3 separate regions of the Gossypium hirsutum genome follow, and all the other regions are linked to region 1. The links are chromatin contacts, called in public Hi-C maps. All regions are on one chromosome and are shown on one strand. Each heading gives the region's core, a stretch centred on a gene start, on an enhancer-like site or on the middle of the called end of the contact. The rest is flanking DNA. Distances are from core to core; before and after follow the strand shown.

Region 1 (2,951 bases), core at 162-2,661:
AACATCTCATGATAGTTTTACAACTTATTCAATTTAGTCCCTGTGTTCAAAAATTAACATTTAAACTTTACAAACTATTCCCTTTTTCATTTCTACACTTTAACAGTTTTGCGAAATAGTACCCTAGTTAGCTATATCGAGCTACCACGATCTAGAAAATATAAAATTTATGAAAAAGGGGCTCGGTTTGACTTACATGGAAGGGCTGAATGTTGGAGCATTCAACAATGGCTTCTCTTCATCCTACTATTGTTTTCAAAAGGTGGGAAAGGAAAAAAAAATGGAAGATGATAATTTCTTTTATGTTTTTAAAATTATAATAATTATTTAACATTATTTTAACAACAATTAACTATAAAATGCTCGCTAACCATCCATTCCTTTCTAAAATGACTAATTTTCCATTTAAAGCCTTGATGTTATACTATTGAGCCCTTTTAACAAATAAAATCAATAGCGCTTAACTTTTACAGTTTTTATGATTTAATCATTGTACCTTAATTACTAACCATTCAATAAAATTACTATGCCAAAAATCAATATAATACTATAATAGACTCGTAAATATGAATTAATAATATTTACTGACTCAATCATCAGAAGACAGGATTCCGAAATCATTGTTTTCGGTACCACTACAAAACAAGCTATTACATATATTAGTAGATAATCTAAGTAGTCTATAGTCCAATCAAAATTGAGCAAATTGATTGAAAGATTATTATGTCATCTATCAAGCCCAAGTTACGAGATGCTACAATCATTGTCGGAGCAACTATAATCACACATTTACCATGCAACCATCCACACATGCTAATTAATGTAATTCACATATATTCTACGCTAAACAATAAATTTCAAGTCTTACGCGAGCTTACGAAAGCTCTTTTGCTAACAAGAGCATGAATTAAGATCAAATTGTAAAGTGGTCAAAATCTTAGGCAGCGTCATGATATGTGGTTGCTTGTCACGACATCATTCTCTGAGATGACGACGTTGCAATGTTCAGAGTTCATGGTGCGACATCACCCTTATTTTTGGCAAAAAAAAATGCTATATCTTTTGCTAGAGATGGATAACCTTTCGTTGGCAAACATGCTCAACAATACTGGTGATGAGAATAGTTATGATGTTGTCTATCATTCTATTAAACGAATGCTAATCTTGCGTTGAGAGATGCATGTTAACCATATATTTTTGTCTAAATAAATTTTTTTTAAGAAATACTGTTTAAAACTCGACTCGTAATCTTTGAAAAATTATAAAATGGAAAGAAGTAAAACGCACCGTTTTGGTTTAATTTCTTTTGTCATAAAAGGAAGAAGCTTCCAGAAACATTCACTTTTTTTTCCGCGTTTAACGTTTCCAGTAAAACAATCAAAAAAGCCTTCCACGACAAAACCCATGGGCGCCCATTAAATACCCACTTAAATAGAAAATAAATGAAATATTAAAAACTAATAATAAAAACAAAGCTAATCTCTTCAAAGTCGAAGTCTCATCTCTGCGATTCTAGTACGGATTGCCGATTATATTTGTTTTCATTTTCTTATGGATTCTCAGCATTTTCTCGGATTCTTTCTTCTAATTTTCCTTCAGTCTTGTTTGGTTTCGGCTGATATTAATGGATCGGTTCTTAAAATGAAAACAGGAACTTCTTCGGTTCCGTTTGATCCGACTCATGTTACTCAACTCTCATGGCACCCTAGGCAAATTTATTTTCTCCTTTTTATTTACTTTCATTTTTTCCAGTTTAATTTATTCAAAATTGTGAAATTTTTTATTTTTCTTTTTTGCTATTTGCAGGGCTTTCATTTACAAAGGATTTTTATCGAGTGATGAATGTGATCACCTTATTACTCTGGTAAGCGACAATTTTTCTTTTCTTTTTTCTTTTTTTGAAAATTTTTATTTTTATTATTTGATTTTTAAACAAAATCGTGTTAATTTCAGGCCAAGGATAAGTTAGAGAAATCAATGGTGGCGGATAATGAATCAGGTAAAAGCGTCGAAAGTGAAGTTCGAACCAGCTCTGGCATGTTTCTTCAGAAAGCTCAGGTGTATATATAAATTGTCTTTTTCTTTCTTTTTCAACTTAAATCTGTGATCTAATTGGGTTATATATATGTGTGTGTGTGTGTGTGTGTGTGCGTGCGTGCGTCCGTGTAAGAGAGGAATGCTGTTATTTTATTTGCAATGTCCGTCATCAAATGTTGAATTTATGATTAAAATTATAGATTTAGGAGTGAGAACCGATCTTTCACTTGCATTTGATTTTTCTTTTTGCTAAATTGAAGGTATGTAATTTCATGCAATGGAATCTGTAGTTTCTGAAGAAATGATAGAGTTTCTGGCTTTATAGAATCTTGATCTAAGGAGTATCTGGCTGACGTATACTGTGAAATGCATGCTTTTGTTTTCTCGAACTTGCATTTGATATTGATAATTTTGATCATTTACTTCAAAGTTTTCCAAACAATTATAAGTTTTGAACCACTTACTGCCAGAATTGCTGGGAGTTCTTTGTTGATGCTCTGTAAGAAATTATATTCTGCTTTTTTCTGTATTAACCAACTTTTCGGTGATAGTTTATTACCGATGATGCACTGTATGATTCTGCTTTTCCCCTCATGATTTACTCAGACTTTCTGGCGTGGCCAGTTCTTTGCCAAGGTATCTATTTCCTTGTTGATGAACAGTTGAAAAGCTTATTCCATATTGGCGCTCACTATTTTCTGTCTTGTCAAATCGATGCCATAAAATTACTGTCTCGGACCTCTCGGTGCATTCATGCAAGCATTTGTTATGTGTTTGATTAAGTTTAGAGATTGTTTATTCTATGCTTATGTTTTGAAATGCATTGCATGTGTTGACCCCTTGAAGTTAAAAAGCTTATGCTGTGTCTTCTGTTTTTCATTTGCAGGATGAAGTAGTCGCTGATATTGAAGCTA
Region 2 (3,268 bases), core at 617-3,116, 170 kb after region 1:
ACGCTTGTTCTCCTCCACAGATACAATTAATGGTGTTCACAATACGGTAAATTTGAATTAATCGATTTAATTCGGTTAATCGATTGATGGTCGAATTTAATCCGGTTGGAAGTCGATTAATAATTTTTTGAAATTTTAATTATCGATTAATTTGGTTCGAAACCGAGTAATTAACCAAATTAATCAAAATAAATAATATATTATTTAAAGTTATTTCTAATGTCTTATTTGTTGTTTTTACCTCTATTTAAAGTTTTTTAAACTATTAAACAAAGAAAATGAACATTTAGCAATGTATTTTTTTTATGTTTTATATTTGTTTTAATCAAAAGATAAAAACATACAAATTTCGGTTAATTCAATTAACCGACCGAATTAATCGAAATATTTCAATTTGGTTAATATATTTTCAAAAAGTCTCGATTCGATTAACAATTAAAAACTTTTATATTTCAAATAATTCAATTAATAATAATTCGATTCGACTAATAATAGAATCCACCGTTTGAAATATCCCTAAATACAATGGCATGCAACTCTTTCAACTCTCTGCAATGCCGGCACAAGGGTCTCCACGCCTCAACTGCAACAAATGTCATCCCTATTCAACTTCCTGCCACCGATTTGGTCCTCTAAGTGTTACGAGGAAAGAGGTTTTAGATTATGGTTTCGATGCTACCATATGGGATTCGGATCGCTGCGGATTTGGATATCCGCCATTAATAATTCTCTTAAACTTTGATTATAATTTAAATATACAATTTATAAAAATTTAATAAAAATAATATCTAAAATTAAATCTGATAAATTGCACCTAAGATCATTAAAATCAGTACATTTACATCTTGATCACTCAATTTCAAAAGATTACAAAATGATTATTAAATATATTCGAAAAGTTGCAAAATGTCATCAGAGACATCTTATTCTCATATGTTTTGGAATTTTTCCGCCTTGTTTTTTAAATAATTTTTAATTTTTTAAATAAATTTTATAATTTTCTATAAATTTTAAATAATTTTTATTCTTTTTGCATTTTTAACAATTTTTTGAATTCTCAAAAAAATTTTAACAATTTTCTATTATTTTCTTAAATTTTAAATAGATTTTAGCATTTTTTAAAATTTTTTAAATAATTGCTTGCATGACATGCATGTAGAGGTGTCCATGGGTCTGGCGGCCTGGCCTGGCCCGATGGCCCACCTGAAATATGGGAGGGTTCGGGTAAAAATATAGGCCCGAAATATGGGTTTGGGCAAAAAAAACTAGACCGGTTTAGAAAACGGGCTGGGCCTCGTGCACCACTTTTTTGGCCGGACCGGCCCGAATATAATAAATATATTTTTTTAATTTTATTAATTTTAAAATACTTTTTTATTATTTTTTATTTTTAAAATAAATTTTTGGTGTATATTAAAAAAATGGGCCGGGCCGGACCCGACTCGTGCTTAAGAATTTTTTCTCGAGCTGGGACTGGACAAAATTTCAGACTCATATTTCGGGTCAGACCAGGCCCGAGCCTAGGACGCGGGTCGAAATCTTTTTTTGAGACAGACCCAACACATGGACACCTCTACATGCATGTAGACTATTACGTGAATTTCACGTTAGTATAGTTTAGTATATGTTAACTTTTTTATCCATTTAAGGATGTTTTGACAAAAAAAATAGTTGACAGATTAAAATTAAATGAATGATTAAAATAATTTGTTTCATAAAATTAGAGAGTCAAATAAATTATTATATTACTATTTAAAATTGATTAAATGATATTCTTTTTAAAAATAGGATAGTGGTTAAATGGTTGACAGCTATCTTCCACCGAGTTTTTAACATTATTATTTTCTCCCCATAAATGCAGCACCCACTTTTCAAGTTTTATACTACTAATAGTTTTCCTTTTCACATTTCCTGGTCAATTCTCCGTATTCCGTGTAGTGTTTAGTTTCCCTTTGTTAGGCGAGGGCGAGCAGGGGGAGAGGCGAACAGAGGGTAGGGCTTTTTTGTTTCATTTGCTTTAACTAACTTGGGCTGGGCTAGCTTAGAGTTTTTAAAAGTGGGCTTTTTTGGTCCGATCCAAGTTAATCTGGTCCAATTATGTAAAAATCGGTGGACGGTTTGCTGTTTCAACATCCATGGTCTATTTACTTTCTTTTTTTACTATTTTAGTAACCATATAAATATACCCCTTTTTTATTATTTTTCCTTTCAGTGGTTTACTCTTCACTACCAACTCAAAGCCACACAACACGAAGAATAGCTATATATACAAGACATTGCTCATGTTTCTTTCTTAATACTTGGCCAAAAGCATCACCCTGTCACTTGTTTCTCTTCTCACTTGTCTTAAAAGACAACTAGTTTTGGAGGAAAGCAAAAGCACGAAACACCCGGTACTATCCTAAGTGGTTTAGAGATTCTTTGGGTCCTGTTTTTATTTTCTTCTCAAAAGAAAAAAAAATGGGTAATGAGAAGGAGAAACTGAAGAAGATAAACGGATCCATAAGGTCAATTTTCATGCATGCGGATGATGTAGATATGTGGTTGATGACTCTTGGCTTCATCGGAGCCGTTGGTGATGGTTTTTCTACACCTCTTGTATTGCTTGTTACTAGCAAGTTGATGAACAATCTTGGTGGTTCTTCAGCTTTCACTGCAGACATGTTCATTCATAACATCAACAAGGTCTTTCTTCGTTTTTTTTTCCAAAACATACATGCAAAACAGTAAAAAGAAGGGCGTAGCCAGGCATGGGCCCCAACCCCCCTCAAAATTTTAAGACGATTCTTATTGTTTAGGCTATTTAAGATAAACAAGGGTAAAACTGCAACATTAAATTATTCTTATATCATCTAAAATTAGATTTCGTCCCTCACAATTATAATTTATATTTTACCCCTTTTCAATTTAATTCTAATAAAATTTCATTTTCATAACACTTTTAATATATATCACTTATTACTTTTTTTAGTTTTACTTTTTTTACATTTTTATTAATCAAATTAATATATATTTACTTTTGTTATTTTGTTAGTAATATTTTTTATTCAAAAATAATAAACTTAAATTATGCTTATTCTTAATATAAATTGAAGATTCCTTATTTCACTTCTTCTAAATTAATATCATTTCATGTTTTTATATCATAATATTGAATAATTTTATTATAATTTCCTAAATGTTGAGACTTCAATAGTTATAAAAAAAATTTTAGATAGTAACGAGAAGCATAATTTATAATATTTGAAAATCGAAAAAAATTATTCTA
Region 3 (3,168 bases), core at 361-2,860, 200 kb after region 1:
CATTACTGTGTAAATAGGGTTTTGCATGATATTTTGTAATAACAAAAAAAAAAGAAAAAAAGAAAAAAGAAAACAGGGTTTTTAATGTCTCGTATTTTATAAAAAAAAAAGAAATTTGAATTGTTAAACACGATATACAATAATGCATAAAGGGTTAGGGCTAGTAATCTTAACGGAATGTGCATCAAATTTTCACATCCGCATTGTTAAAGGTAAATGATATTGATTTATTTAATAATAGAAACTAATTTAATCTGGGATATAACAACTTCAATATAGAGTTGTTTATGGTGATTTGATTTTAAAAGAATTTGAGGTCGATTTTTCGTTTTATTGTTTAAAAGAAAAAATACTAAAAACTTATTGGATTGGATGTATTGGGTCATAGAGGTCAGACTAATCTTGATATGGGAAATGCATAAGCGTAAGGAAGAGTGGAGTTATGAAATAGCCGCTAGTGTACACCTTTGCTGGCAAAGGATTCATTCATGCAATACATAAAGGAACACCTTATGAATATCCCAAACATCTCTTCCTTAATTACTTTCTCGTGTAATTCACATTGTTTTTTTTTCTTATTTGTTATTACTTTTAGTTTTCATTTCCATGAAGACTAATGCAGAAAAGTGGAGACCTCTTAACGTTGTCATCACGTTGACTGAAGCTAAAATGCGATTATCAACCATTAATTCTCCGATGGTTTAGTTTTTAACGCTGCCAGTGTAGCAGTCACTGTACAACAGTTTGATCAAAGTTTTCTGCATTCCTATAAAATGAAGCAGAAAAAGGATGGGAACAAGTGACTGTAATAGCTCCTACTCCGGTAGTCTGGCCCAAAAATAAAGTGTGATAAGATATTTGGGAAATAGGCCCATATGATGATTTAGCGCTAACAGATTTGTCGAATCTGGACTATCCACGTGGCCTTTTTAAGAACATGCTTATTTTCTTACGCCAACTCAACCAAATTCAAATAATTAATAATCTTATTATTTTCCTAAAATACCCTCCAAACTTACTAAAATTTCTTACTCAACCTTTTCATATTCAAAAGACCTTATTGCTACCATCCCATTTCGAAGAAAAGAAGAGAAACTTCTTTAATTTTTACTTTCACATGTGAGATTAATAGCCTAAAAATTTGGCCTGTAAATTTTTTTATATTTTCAAATATGTTTTGAAAGTTTTTGTTATTCTATAAGTTCTCTCATTTATTTATTCTTTTAGGAATTTGGTTAAATTTTAAATTAAAAATAAATTTTAAGATAAAGAAAGAAAGAGACTTAATATTCAAGAAAATTGGACTTGTGACACACAATTTATGAGTAAAAAAGAAGCGAATTGTTTTAAAAAAGAAATGCTTTCAGTGAAAATAGTCATAAAAAAAAGAGATTTTCCATGAATAGATATTAATAATACAATAAGAAAAAAATATTCTCATTTAATTTTCCACCTGATGCCAAAGTAGTGAAATATAAAATTTCATTAAAAAAATAGTTTACCATTATTGAAAGTAGAATTCTTTATTTAAAACATAAAAACATTTTGGTAAAAAATTCAAATGGCAAGGGCATTATAGTAAGTAGACTTTTATATAAATAGAAAGAAATCAATTCTAAGGAGGGCTATGCAGAGTTTGTGTGTGTATCTCATTCTATCCATTTTCAGCCGTTTGATCGTCATTCTATCCGGTAATCCGTTATTTCTCTCCTCCGGCGTTAATCTCCTTCTTCGTCGTACACTGTTTTCCTCTTCGCCAAACACCCGAAAGAAATTTTATTGTATCAGTTTCTCACCATGGTTTCTGATTTCGCCTCCAATGTTTCTCTGCCTTGCCCTTCTAAGAAGAAGAGAGTGAGTAATTTTAAAAAAAAATAATTTGTGTATGTTTCATGAGGAAATGTAGATTAAGATTAGTTTCATATTTTGAAAGTTTTTTTTCTTCTTTTTTTGGTGATCTAGACAAATAGATTGGCGAAATTGAAGCAGTATAAGCTCGATGTTAGGCGTGAACAATGGCTGTCTCAAGGTAATTTTTTTTAATTATTATATTATTTTTATTTTGAATGTGATTCTTTCAATAGAAACTAGAAAGATTGATTTTTTTTTTAAAAGAACTGAATGGAGCATTATTGAAAGGGCATTTGTTTGAACAAAAAGAATTAATTGTTAGGAATGAATCGCTTATATTGGACGTTGCGGTTTTGGACGTGTGATAGGAAAATAAATTGGGAATTTCGAGTACTTATCGTTAGGGTTTTTCTTTTCGTTTTATTAAGCCAAATGAATGCCTTACATATTTTTATCGACATGGTTTTGTTGAGTTCCTTCTTCTTCCTTTTTTTTTTTTCTTTTGACCATTTTTAATATTTTTATAGTATTGAAAGTTGGTGGATGCACATTCTGAGTATCAAATACATAGAAGAACTATAGGGAGAGAGTTGTGATAAAAGCAAAAAGCTTTTGACCCAAGGTAAATTTACTGGTGGGATCTAGGAACTAATATGAAAGAAGCAATTTTTATCTTATTTATGAGGTGAATTATTAAGATGGCTTTTGGGTTTGGATTGGCAAAAATTACCAAGTTACTGCATTTTTAGTAAATTCAATTGGTTGTGCTCATAATGGAGTCGGATTGCAAATGCAGTAAAGAACAAAGACTGCAAAGTGGATTTGAATGGGTGTGCTGGGTCTCCTCCATTTTCCACAAAGAGAGCTGATGAACAGAACAAATCATTGCGCAATTTGGAAACAAATTTGAGGGAAGAGGAAAGTGAAGATGCACTGAGCATTCATGAAAGTGATTTGGAGTCCTTGATGAACTGCCCCATTCAAAGCAATCTGGGAAATAATGACACGAAAGAAGCTATTAGTGTACATAGCTGCAGTGGCAGTAGCAGTGGTTCTTGTTCTGGAAGTGTCAGTGAGGAAGAGAAGGATGGGTGCCTAGACAATTGGGAGGATGTTGCAGATGCCTTGAGTGCAGATGACAGTCAACATAACTCACCCATGAATTCTCCTGCTAAATCTGAAACAATGGTTGAATGTGCTAGTGCTGACCAACAGTTCAAGGACAAAAGAATAGATCAGTCGAATTCAGAGAGTAGGCAAACAGTTTATGGTTCCCACATGAATTGTCGAGCATGGAGGCCTGATGATGTTTTGCGT

The links. Hi-C and Micro-C count contacts between places; a contact is called where the count stands out from the background.
Region 2: a Hi-C map of leaf shows a contact between it and region 1, with 2.9 times the contacts expected there. The contact joins the promoter of LOC107939078 here to the promoter of LOC107939077 in region 1. A contact is called at or near these places in 12 of 34 Hi-C or Micro-C datasets (callus, hypocotyl, leaf and 1 more).
Region 3: a Hi-C map of leaf shows a contact between it and region 1, with 2.1 times the contacts expected there. The contact joins the promoter of LOC107939079 here to the promoter of LOC107939077 in region 1. A contact is called at or near these places in 6 of 34 Hi-C or Micro-C datasets (hypocotyl, leaf and petal).

What each region holds. Positions count from the first base shown.
Region 1 is chrD04:8,974,612-8,977,562 of Gossypium_hirsutum_v2.1, forward strand. It overlaps LOC107939077 (probable prolyl 4-hydroxylase 7), which reads left to right and starts at 1,412. Exons shown (of 7, transcript XM_016872361.2): 1 at 1,412-1,709; 2 at 1,807-1,864; 3 at 1,954-2,058; 4 at 2,924-2,951. The coding sequence starts at 1,552.
Region 2 is chrD04:9,139,858-9,143,125 of Gossypium_hirsutum_v2.1, forward strand. It overlaps LOC107939078 (ABC transporter B family member 15), which reads left to right and starts at 1,867. Exons shown (of 7, transcript XM_016872362.2): 1 at 1,867-2,685. The coding sequence starts at 2,461.
Region 3 is chrD04:9,178,194-9,181,361 of Gossypium_hirsutum_v2.1, forward strand. It overlaps LOC107939079, which reads left to right and starts at 1,611. Exons shown (of 3, transcript XM_016872363.2): 1 at 1,611-1,854; 2 at 1,963-2,029; 3 at 2,648-3,168. The coding sequence starts at 1,798. LOC107939074 (paired amphipathic helix protein Sin3-like 2) reads left to right here. Exons shown (of 23, transcript XM_041091902.1): 23 at 1-85.